Linked DNA regions of Macaca mulatta: region 1 is linked to region 2. Evidence: chromatin contacts called from public Hi-C data. All regions are on one chromosome and are shown on one strand. Each heading gives the region's core, a stretch centred on a gene start, on an enhancer-like site or on the middle of the called end of the contact. The rest is flanking DNA. Distances are from core to core; before and after follow the strand shown. Region 1 holds the start of GADD45A (growth arrest and DNA damage inducible alpha). Region 2 overlaps GNG12 (G protein subunit gamma 12).

What was found. Hi-C and Micro-C count contacts between places; a contact is called where the count stands out from the background.
Region 1: a Hi-C map of fetal cortex germinal zone shows a contact between it and region 2, with 2.0 times the contacts expected there. The contact joins the promoter of GADD45A here to the enhancer-like site in region 2. A contact is called at or near these places in 6 of 14 Hi-C or Micro-C datasets (blood, fetal cortex germinal zone, fibroblasts and 2 more).

What each region holds. Positions count from the first base shown.
Region 1 is chr1:172,920,929-172,926,965 of T2T-MMU8v2.0, reverse strand. It overlaps GADD45A (growth arrest and DNA damage inducible alpha), which reads left to right and starts at 3,795. Exons shown (of 4, transcript NM_001261305.1): 1 at 3,795-4,064; 2 at 4,551-4,652; 3 at 4,891-5,128. The coding sequence starts at 4,021.
Region 2 is chr1:172,855,742-172,861,992 of T2T-MMU8v2.0, reverse strand. The region is part of intron 2 of GNG12 (G protein subunit gamma 12); the gene reads right to left. Among named protein-coding and RNA genes, the nearest start is that of GADD45A, 64 kb to the left of the region's middle. Within about 2 kb of position 3,047, at least 6 of the 40 cell types and tissues checked have an H3K27ac peak or open chromatin away from gene starts, as enhancers often do.

The DNA.
Region 1 (6,037 bases), core at 2,546-5,045, 64 kb before region 2:
ACACCATGATTACTACCATGATTCTTAACAGCTGAAGAGAATTTCCAGAGGGTAAGGATTTCTTGAACACACAAAAAAGATGGCATTAAGAATATTATACTAGTTTTTTTTTTTTTTTTTTTTTTGAATCGGAGTTTCATTCTTGTCACCCAGGCTGGAGTGCAATGGCACCATCTCAGCTCACTGCAACCTCCACCTCTGGATTCAAGTGATTCTCCTGCCTCAGCCTCCCAAGTAGCTAAGATTACAGGTGCCCACCACCACACCTGGCTAATTTTTGTGTTTTCAGTAGAGATGGGGTTTCACCATGTTGGCCAGGCTGGTCTCGAATTCCTGACCTCAGGTGATCCACCCACCTTGGCCTCCAAAAGTGCTGGGATTACAAGTGTGAACCACCACACCCGGCCTCCATTAATTTTTGTATTTTTAGTAGAGGTGGGGTTTCACCATGTTGGCCAGGCTGGTTTTGAACTCCTGACCTCAAGTGATCCGACCTCCTCAGCCTCTGAAATTGCTGGGATTACAGGTGTGAGCTACTGCACTTGGCCAGGAACCTTATGATTTTTAGCAAGAAAAAAATAATACAGTACAAATCTAAGTAGGTGGAAAATACATCCGTCACAGTCGAACTGATCTTCTCCTTTAATGTGGACGATGATCGGTCTAATGCTGAAATAACAAGCATTATATTTCTTTCAGATGTTAAAGCACTGATTGTTTTTTGAAAGAAAGAAAGAATAATTCTGCATTATGGAACCAGTAGTAGGAATGTATGTAGGATAAGCATGACTAAAATATCAAAAAGATCTTTAATATGCAAAGCAGATAGCAGTGCTAAAATAATTGAACAATTCTTGAATATATATTTTCATATGATTTCCAAATATAATTATTTGGCATCTTTACAAACATTACTACAAGGGCATTCTACTTCTGTGTACTTGCAGGTCTCAGAGTTACCTGTAGTGGTTTTTAAAATGACATCACATATTGGAGTTATCACACTGATTATAAAGAAATATATATAAAAAAATACTTATATAAGAAAATTTCTCTGATTTACCATTGACTACCAATGTCCTCCAGGACTAATAAACAGTTGTGATAAATCATCTATATCCATTCTAATGTATAACTACAATCTAACTGTGTAGCTAAATGCAGTTTTTACTTCCAGCCATTAGGTCCAACTTTGAAGATAATCACTGAGAAAACATTCTAGGTATACTCAGCAATCAGGCAAAATGATGTAACATATCTGAGTCAGAAAGTATGACAAATGAATATTTTTGCATACTGGAAGCCCAAGCTTATCTCAGAGAAAATCCCCAAAATACTTGGGCAAATAACTTTCTGATGAAGTCAAGTATAGCATCCAGTACAATTTTTGAGTGGAGGACTAAGCCTATAATAAAAAGTAACCATTTGATATCACATTTTTACTGGATATAGTTGACTTGGGTGGGGCACTTTAGGACTGTGGTTCATTTGAATTGGTGTAAACAATACACGGGTTCTACTGTCCTAGCCTCCATTCAGATGACTGAAGTCATGGGACTTTCAGCATAGTTAGCTGATGACAGTGCATAGTATTTTGTCCCAAAATCCAGTTCAAGCGTGGACATACCAATTAGAGCCTAAGCTTTTTAAAGGCAAAGGACCAGGAATTGTACAGTTCTTGGTATAGAGGAGGACAGGAAAAAGTGTTTTTGAACTAACGTTAAATGTGGAATATGTGGGAAGTCATGCAATGCACAGGACTGCAGGATTCTGATATCTTATTTAACTCTCAGATTCTATTCAACTCAATAAATCTTGACTGTGCTTCTACTAAATGTAGGTATTGTGCTAGGAGCTGAGGACACCAAACTGATGAAGTCCTTGCTGTCAAGAAACTCACATGATTCCCTAATTCTTTGTCAGCTTGCTGTGATCATATTTGCTTCCCAAGAACCTCTAAGAAATGCCTAGTGGATAGAACCTTGGAGTTCCACGGAACATATTAACAATCGTCAAATGATGACTCAGGCTAGATTGTGTAATTCAGGTTTTGTCTGCAAAACTGAAAATGCTTTGGTAACCTACCTAAATTTCAATGTTGAGGAATTCTTTAAGAAACACATCAAATGTGAAGATTTAAGGCACAGACACGAGATACATAAGCATTCTTGGGTGAATTATGCACTGACCATGACCATTTCTTTACTCAAAGGTTGTCCCTGGCTGACAACGCAGTTAAAAAATGAGTGCAAAATGACAACTCAAATATATGAACCAGAAAAACCTATCACTTTTCTTTTCTACCAAATTAAGATCAAGAGAGCTGGAGAATATTTTGTCTAGAGTGATAAAAACATAAGGGTGCAAAACTCCCAGGTGACCTTTGCAAAAAATTACTTCTGTGACCTTTGGCTGTACAGCAACCTTAATAATGCAAGCACTGTTTTGAATGCAAGCATGTGGGAGCCGTTTTCACCACTTTTGGTGACTTCAGTAGGTTTAAGAAATGTTTTTGCATTTATTGCATAAACCATAAAACAAAGGAAGGGACTTTTGAACTACTCAGTGAGAGTCTATATATTAAAGTTTGTTTTTCAAAATGTGTAACTACCATTTGCAGTTTTAAAGGTCTGCTTTCCACCTGCAAGTTGCCATTATCTCAAAGGTGAAATTTTAGCATATGACTAAAAACTTCCTATAGTTACGGCTTCATGATTCAGCATCTAACATCAATAATTCACAGTGAGATCACACAGGAGGCTCTCTGTGGAAGGTAGTGACATACATACGTTAGGAAAGGAAGCTTAGGGCATATCAAGAGCATTTTGAATTTAGACTTGTGGGCTGTGTGGGTGTCAGATGGTTGTCTCTCGACTGGTGGGCGTCCAGAAGGATCCTTGTTTGGGCAAGGCTCTTTGAGAAAGGAGAATCTGGGTTGCCAGGGATTCCCACATGTGGTCAGCAGCTCCCCACGCAGACCAGCTCACGATTTCCCAGTTACAGCGGGCAGGTGGGAAACCGTTCTGCATTCTGTGGAAAAGACTCCAACTTGGTTCCCTGCCATCCCTGAATACAAACGGGTTGGTTTTTCTTTTTTGAGCTTCCAACCCTTGCAGCTTTCCAAAAATAAATCAAACCAGCCATCAGGGCACCGAAATAATACTACTGCTAATAAGCAGCTTCGCCTAGACTTAGATAAACAACACTTCTGAGGTAAACTTTGCCCCGGAGGTCTGGAGACACTTTTTTAATGTAAACTGCTTACTAATAATTACTAGACTTCGGTGCATTAACCCTGGAAATAGATTTTAATAGCCACCCCTTAAAACAAAAGGCATGAAACGATAATAAGAAAAAAGTGCCGCGACTATTATAAAAAAACACTTGGCAGCCTGCTTCAGCCCAAGCCAATGCCACCTCCCGCCTCTGCTGAAGCCCTCCACTCCCAGTGGTCCCCGCCAACCGGATAAGAGAGCGCGCGGGACCCGCCTTCCTCTCTCTGCACCGCCCCCGTCCCCGCCCCCGCCCCCGCCCCCTCGGCTCGCCTCCCGCGTGGCTCCTCCCTTTTCCGCTCCTCTCAACCTGACTCCAGGAGCTAGGGTCAAATTGCCGGAGCAGGCTGATTTGCATAGCCCAATGGCCAAGATGCATGCAAATGAGGCGGAAGGTGGTTGGCTGAGGGTTGGCAGGATAACGCCGACGAGCGGGGCCCTTTGTCCTCCAGTGGCTGGTAAGCAGTGGCTGGGAGGCAGCTGCCCAATTAGTGTCGTGCGGCCGGTGGCGAGGCGAGGGCCGGAGAGCGAGCGAACGAGCAAGCGGGGCGGGAGGGGTGGCCGAAGCTGCGGCGGCTGGCACAGGAGGAGGAGCCCGGGCGGGCGTGGGGCGGCCGGACAGCGCCGGGGCCTGAGCTCCCGGCGCGGCGCCTGTGAGTGAGTGCAGAAAGCAGGCGCTGGCGCGCTCGCCGTGGCAGGAGCAGCCCGCACGCCGCGCTCTCTCCGTGGGCGACCTGCAGTTTGCAATATGACTTTGGAGGAATTCTCGGCTGGAGAGCAGAAGACCGAAAGGTAAATCGGCCTGCGGACTCTTCCGGCCCGAACTTCTCTCACCTATCCCGCGCTCCCGGGTGCAGGCGGGCTGTGGAAGGTTTGCAGGGGAGGAAGCAGAAAAGTTTGCACAGGGCAACTCCCGCCCTTGCTCCCTCGGGACTCTCCGTGTAGCGTCCGCGGACTGAAAGAGCATGCCCCGCAACCCGAACGAGCCCCGCCGGGGCCTTTGCAAAGGGCAGCAGTGGCCGTCGCTACCCGTGCGGCTCCCGGGGCTGGCAGCCTGTGGCAGGGGCACTCTCGGGACTTCTCACGGGACGCCCGGTCCTTGGGCGTGCAGGGGTCATGGGGGGTGACGGGGCCGCGGGAGCGCCGGGTTTTCGGAGAGCCCAGGTGCGCGGTGGTGCTTGCATTCGAGAGGGAGGGGCGTGGTGCCGGGCAATGGGGGCGGCGATGGGCCCGAGGGCACTGGGGCTGACGGGACCCCTCGCCCTTGCCCGCGTGTAGGATGGATAAGGTGGGGGATGCCCTGGAGGAAGTGCTCAGCAAAGCCCTGAGTCAGCGCACGATCACTGTCGGGGTGTACGAAGCGGCCAAACTGCTCAACGTGTAAGTGGGGCCCTTGCGCGTCTCCCGTGGCACCCCTTCCCGCCCTAGCCCGGGAGGTCGCCTTGGCTGGGCGCCCCTCGCCCGGCCGCGCCACTTCCTGTCGCTTTTCTTCTGCCCCCGCGGCTGCCTGTCCCGGAGGGGAGGGGGCGAGCTGGCCGGGCGGCGACCCCCGGAGACCCAGGCAGGGGTTGAGGGCGTCCGCGGTTCTGCGCTCACTGGCCCCGCCCGCTGCCCCCAGCGACCCCGATAACGTGGTGTTGTGCCTGCTGGCGGCGGACGAGGACGACGACCGAGATGTGGCTCTGCAGATCCACTTCACCCTGATCCAGGCGTTCTGCTGCGAGAACGACATCAACATCCTGCGCGTCAGCAACCCGGGCCGGCTGGCGGAGCTCCTGCTCTTGGAGACCGACGCTGGCCCCGCGGCGACCGAGGGCGCCGAGCAGCCCCCGGACCTGCACTGCGTGCTGGTGACGGTAAGGGGCAGGGGGACTGCAGCCTGCGGGGTAGAGCCCCGGAAGGACGGGAGTCAGGGCTGGGTCGCCTGATTGTGGATCTGGGGTAGGTTTGGGTCAGGAGGGTGCTGCCTTTGCCCCACGAGAGTGTGGCTGGACTTTCAGCCGAGATGTACTAGTTTCATCATCAGGATAATCTGTGGTACAGAACATGTCTAAGCATGCTGGGGACTGCCAGCAGCGGAAGAGATCCCTGTGAGTCAGCAGTCAGCCCAGCTACTCCCTACCTACATCTGCATTGCCTCCCGTGACTAATTCCTTTAGCAGGGCAGATTAGATAAAGCCAAATGAATTCCTGGCTCACCCCTCATTAAGGAGTCAGCTTCATTCTCTGCCAGTCAGAGCTAAAAATAGAAATTGTGTAGGAGACAAACCTTGTTAATTCCGTAGAAATACATTAAGAGGATAGAGTGGAATTTTTTTCTCTGCAATCTTGCATTTTTTTAATGGGCCTTTTTTTTTTTTTTCTCTTCTGATAAAAACCTTTGGTAGGTAGGGAAGTTATGTTTTCAGGGATAAGTGTGCTACTTTTGTCTTCTAAATTTTGCTTTTTGACTGGTCTAGTCAAGTGACAGCCGGATTATTTTGCTACTCCTTAAAAGTACTACTCTGTCTCTTGGGAGTAGAGTTGATGCCAATTCCAGTTAACTGCTGTGCAGCTCATCTCATTGTGCACACAGCATGGAAATCTTTCTCAAAACTGTTTCACTCAGGTCAGGGTAACAAGTTTGGTAGAGCAAACCCGTGAATGATACTCTCATGCAAAACTGAACAGATATGCAAACATATGTATGTGGTTCAGCTTGGGTTGCATGGGTTCAGACTTTGCAGTGTGTAGTTTAATAGGTAATTACCCTTAACGATTTTGCA
Region 2 (6,251 bases), core at 1,798-4,297:
TTTCTGAAAGCAGGGACATCTCTGTCTACATCCCTGCAGCTGGTAGAGTCAGTACTTAATAAATACTTACTGACTGCATTTGTGGAAAGTATGAATACATGAACCAATGAATACATGACTCTGAAGTTACATGAGAAGCAAACAGACTTACCTAAAGATATTAATGAAAGTCCAAAGTCTTAAGAAACAAGGTATGTAGGACTCTTGGTGTATTGTATCATCTGACTCCTCTAAATTCTTTTCTCTGGAGAGGTGGTTTGGGCGGAGAAATGGCCGAGTTAAGATACTACAGGGTTGTTAAATTAACATACTCAGCAGGTCCACAGACTTTCTAAAGCTGAATACCAACCGAGATAATTAAAGGCCAGAGCCTTCTTTTTTAATTGACTCTCCAATAAACTACCTGCTGACAAAGGCATAGTTAAGTTGATTCATGCAAGAATAAAGAAACTTTTCTCTTCTATTCTTATCTTTTAAAAAGTCCCCACTTTCCCCTCTAGCTCAATGAGCACTTAAATTCACCAGAATCAAAAGGAAAGTTACCAAATATATATATATATTTTTTAAACTAAGCAACATCCTTTCTTCCCAGCAACCAATTCATGAAGGCACGGAAGTGGCTTGTGCTGAGGAAGGCATTTGGAGGGAGCTATGGGGGTGGGGGAGGTGGTCACACCAGCTCTTCCCCAAGGGACGGAGAAGTGCCCAGGAGCTTCCCTCATTACTCTCCATCCCTGTGGTCTAAAATAAAATCTGCCGTCTAAAATATACTGTTCTAAAAATAGGGAGTTTGGCTTAAATACACCAGTTGGTGTTTTGATTTTTAAATTATGTGCAAAAAATTATGCTTAAGACCCAGAGAGTATTAGTAAGTAATTCAAGGAGGTTGCCATTTTATTTTGATTCCAAAGTTCTAAAATATTTATTCTCTCAGAATCTGAGGAAAGGTGAAAAGAGACAACAGAAGGGGGGTAATATGATGTAGAAGGCTTAAATTCCAGTTTGAAAGTGAAAGGCAGCTAAACATTTCTAAAGCAAATAATACACTTTAAAAGTGTGTGTGTGTGTATGTGTGTGTGTGTGTGTGTTTTTCGTGGCAGGGGCTGTGCTATAATTCACTATAAATAAGTAGAAGAAAAACTGGCGAGTTTCAACTTAGTTACTCCTATCTTTCCTGATGTCATTTTGGGATCCAACTTCTATGCACACAAAACTGCAAATAATTCCTAACATGCAGTTTTCAAAGCATAAGGAATCTTTTTTTTTTTTTTTTTTTTTTTTTTTTGAGACGGACTCTCACTCTGTTGCCCAGGCTGGAGTGCAACGGCACGGTCTCAGCTCACTGCAACCTCTGCTTCCCGGGTTCAAGTGATTGTCCTGCCTCAGCCTCCCAAGTAGCTGGGACTACAGGGGTGTGCCATCATGCCCAGCTAACTTTTGTATTTTTAGTGGAGATGGGGTTTCACCATACTGGCCAGGCTGATCTCGAACTCCTGACCTCAAGTGATTTGCCCACCTCAGCCTCCTGAAGTGCTGGGATTACAGGCAAGAGCCACCGCGCCCAAACCATAAAAAATCTATTGAGTGTTCGATGGCCCAAGACTGTATCATCTTTGGAATAAGAGTTTTAAAGCCTCCCTCATCAGGCATCAATCATAACCAGAATGTATTTTCAGAAAGGTGTGCTATTATAGTATCTTGATTAATGAATATTAATTTCACATGAAATTGGGCTATTTTAAAAAAGCTTTCACTTAATGAGAATGAGGTGGGTGAGTAGTGTTATAAGAAGCAAGTATTAATGCTATCTCCTTCTGGACAGAAAGACTGAAGTACCTAAAAAGTTTGATTTTACATGTGAACTTTAGCAACACAATTTTCAGCTCATCTCTAGACTATAAAGATTTGGACTTGTGTGTGGGTGGCATCATGTGTGGACCACAAAAGTCACTATCTCTCCTCCTTTCCCCGGAACAAACACCCACAAACTGATGGAGATGCTCTGAAGGTTAAACTAGATCTTCTAATTGTCCAGGAACGTATGCTATGCAAACAATGTTGGCTCCCTGTGCCAAGGCAGAGCTATTGTGGGACTTGAGGCTGCTGGCTATGAGGATGGTGGGGAATAGTTCTATTCACAGGGGCAAAGTGGGAATCCAAAAGAGGGTGGCTGAAATGTTTTATTATCCTAATCTTCAGAGAACAAATAATTACAGAACATTCTATATCAGAACAAGAGCCTGTTAGTCTGCATGGGGGAGGGGGTCAGGGAGAGAAAAGGCAGAGAGATAAAGAACTTTCCTTTCTTGGGGGCAGGGAAAGGAGAGAACCTAAAGAGTGGGCTACAATTCACTTTTCAAAGGAGTTTTCTATTTGTAATATGTTTCCTTTGAAAAGTGGAAGTTCTGAGCGTTTGGGAGTTTGGTTACAGATCAAGAAATTCTTAGCTTTCCAGAGTTTGGTGGCTACCAATCAAAGGTCAATCAGATATGAAAATCAGAGTAGTCCTGAAACCATACCATAGGCTACTGGGAAGATGTAACATGCTTTATAAAAAAAAAAACTATAATCTCTTGCATGCATTTTTCTCTTCAGTGAACACAAGGGATATGAGTTCTTTAAAAGAAGTAGCAAGAAGGGCACAAAAAGCAGAAATCAGGGCTTTGGGGGACAAGAAGAAGAGAGGGTGGAGGAAGAAGTACAGCGTCTCTTGGGATGGCAGCTGTTTTATTTGCACCCTCGAAGAGTTCCTGAAATAATTAATATGCACTGCCATTCTTGTTTTTCCAGTGGTGATTTCATCCAGTCCCTACAGAAACTCAGAATTAAATGTCATGGTTTTGTGTTTTGGAAAGCAAAACTCTCCCCCAAAACAAGGGAGTTCTGAATACTGCTGAGAGCATGTGAGATCTGAAAAGTCTGCAGAGTGCTAATCATTAACATGCTACTTTTGGAGGCAGGACTGCCCCTTTCTTTGCTATCACATTTCCTTCTATTTGATCCTGCCCTGTCCTGGTTTACTTTCTGTTTCTCCCACTCATTACCACACATTCTTCCGTAACACATGTGAAGTCCAGAATAGCCTCTCCCTTTCGGTTGGCCAACTCAACACTTACCTTACAAACTCTCCTTTAAAAAAAATCATCTCTGACTTATTTTCCAAGGCCTTTCCCTCTTCCCGCTCCCCTGGAGGGGGGGGTGGGGGAAACAACCAAACCCTCCATTTCTTCCTGAATAATGCAGGAGAATAAAGCAGAAGTAAGGTCTATAGACATTACTTACAGTAACTGCAAATAAAAAGGTCTAAGAACAGTCTGCTAATTTGGAGGCAGACAGATTTGGGTTCACATCCTGCCTTTGTCATTTGCACATGGTGAGACTATGGATAGGTTGCTTAACCTTCCCCTAAACCTCCGTTTTTTTCACCTGCAAAATGGAACTTTACATTAGGGTAAAATTATTACTTTAAGATAACAGTATTAGGAGTTTTAATGGTAAAGAAAAGCCCTTCCAGGGCTGTAAAGGGAATTAAATGAGACAAAGCACATGGAGTGCCTGGAACACAGTAAGCGCTCAATAAATGTTTGCTGCTACTGATGATGATGCAAATTCTTTGAGGAGAAATGTCATCCTTTCCGCCACTGCATGTATAGTAACAAGGATTCAGTGCTTCTCAAAGCTAAAAGACAGTACCAGGAGGAAGGGACTGGGTACAATTGTTAGCTGATTGCAGCCCCCAGGAAGCACGTCTCAGAGGCAGCCTGCAGAACAGAGCAAAGGGCTTATTTTAGGAGCCTCTGGTCAGGACAGACTGGTTGATCTGGATGCCTCACCCGGCAAGGCAGCCTCAGCCACACGCTTCTCTCCACAGGCTATCGGCATTCCCAGTGGGATGCACCACAGCCCCAGACTCCGGGAATTTTACCCACAACTTGTTCCCCTCTCCTGATCTCCCTTCTCCCTTTTGGAGACCTCAAGGCTTGAGAGAAATGAAAAGCAACAGCTCTGCCTGACAAATAAGGTAAGGACTCTGCCTGTCAGGTGCTGAGTCACTGGTTAGGAACTGTCCCATCTACAGACTCTCCCAGAAAATTACACAAAAACACAAAGTTGGGCTCCAAACCTTGGGCACTCTGAGAAAGGCTCTGATTCACCAGGGTGTGCTTCAGAACTGAAACTCTGGGGACAGAAGGTACCCACTGCCCAGCCTGCCAGCAACCTATCTTCCTTTAAACAACAAAAACGAAGCAGAAAGAGGAAAAAAGCCTGAACCTTTCCTAATAAGGTAATACCACATGCCATTTCTAGTTTCAAATTGCTTGGCACGCCAGGATCATATGACATTCACTGCAGCTACTGCTTCATGCTTGTGTGAGGCTCTCCAGGAAAAATGAGAGAGCCTTTGGTGTGCCTCTGGGGATTATAAACGAATAGGGAACATGCTTTGCCAGTGGAACCCCACATTTTCCTGATTCACCACACTTGCCTCACATTCCTCTTTCACACTGCTGCCTGCAGGCCTCCTGCTTTGTGGGCTCAGGCATTGTAAAAGTTCTCAGGTTGCTTTGTATGCAGGTTTTCTCTCTCCAACGAGGTGCACGCTTTTTAAGGGCAGAAACACTCCTGTAATTCTTTTGTTTTACCCTGCTATGCTTATCACGGTGCAATCCACCCAGCAGTTACTCAATAAATGCTTGATGACAGACTAGTGCTGACAATTTTACAGATCAGTAGGTGATCATTTTATATCATTAGCCCCCAACTTACAAATCAGCAGGGTTTCAAAAGTTGGTTTCAAAGAAGGTATTTATGGAGCATATTTTCCCATAGAAACAGTGTTATAACTGGGGCTTAGGTTTCCAGGCCCACTTATTCCTCGGAATATCCTATACCTACTTATATGTGGTCTCACTGAGCTCTCTTATATGCCTCAGACTCACATTAGACTGCCAGTACATGCGCAGGATGTTCTTTCAGTTACAGCAATGCTGACTTGCACAAATTTCCTTTCCCACTTATTAGTCGTATTTTCATATTTCATATTTCATGACACTATATGTAGCAGCAGGTAATAAATTACTCATCATATGCTTTAAAAATAACACTAACCGGTAAGGAGTTATTTTTGTTCCTCATTAAAAAATATGCATGCACTTCTGTTTTTCCTTTTATATTAAAATATTTTTCAACAATTTTTAACCTCAGTTATTATTTGGGCCACTCCAGACTTTCCCAACCATATACACACATTGACCCCCTCACCCACCCACCCACCCACACATCCACTCATAGTCTAATTATAGCCTCCAGGACTGCCTGTTTACATGGATACACACACACACACACACACACACACACACACACACACACACACAGAGTAAAATGCATTCTGGGCCACTAAAAATATTTATTATCCATTATAGAAATGAATGACATTAGCTTTCAAAGTAAAAGCTACAGTTGTTCAACAGAGAGGCAGAGTCTGTGAGCCACTTCTCACCACAGCATAGGGAGAGTGATATGGTCTGCCTCTGGGAATAATACAGTATCTGAAGAAAAAAGCTTGCAGTGGCTCAGGGGGCAGGACAATCACCTTCAGTTGCCTGTCCCACAGTGAGGGTCTCTGCCCAGTCTCCTCCAGAGCCTCGAGAGTGGCAGCTCTGGGGGAACACTGTCCCCTGTCCAGGGTGGGGTCTTCAAACAGGTCAGGGAGCTGTGTTTGGGGTTATGAGTACAAAAGAACATGCACACAAATGTTGACTGGTGTATTGGTTCTTGGATACTTAGGTAACCTGAAAAGCCATACCTTGACCCTTATTCCCATTCAATGGCATCCCGAAGAGAAATCTAAGTGATTTTCCAGCATGGCTTGCGAGACATCTCTTGTGTCTCTAAGGCTGGCGGAAAGAGTTATCATGCAGATGCGCTGGAAGAGTCAAACCCAAACAATAAGCAAACAGAAACCTCTCAAGCCTAATGTGCTGAACACATGTACTAAATGAGATGAGCCTCTCCCCATTTTCTGGAGTTCACAGCTGTCTTTCTAAGCTAAGTTGGCATTTAAGTGGCACAACAGAGATGCCAGGTTAATGGCTGTGAAGGATGACAAGTATCAGTATGGTTGTATTACATCTGTCTTTCAGTAAGAGTTACTACCAAGACAAGAAACTGCAGTCTCCTCCCTGCCCCATAGCACCTCACAGTTATTCAATGTGGCCCATCCTCAACTGATTACGCTGACCCTTTAATGA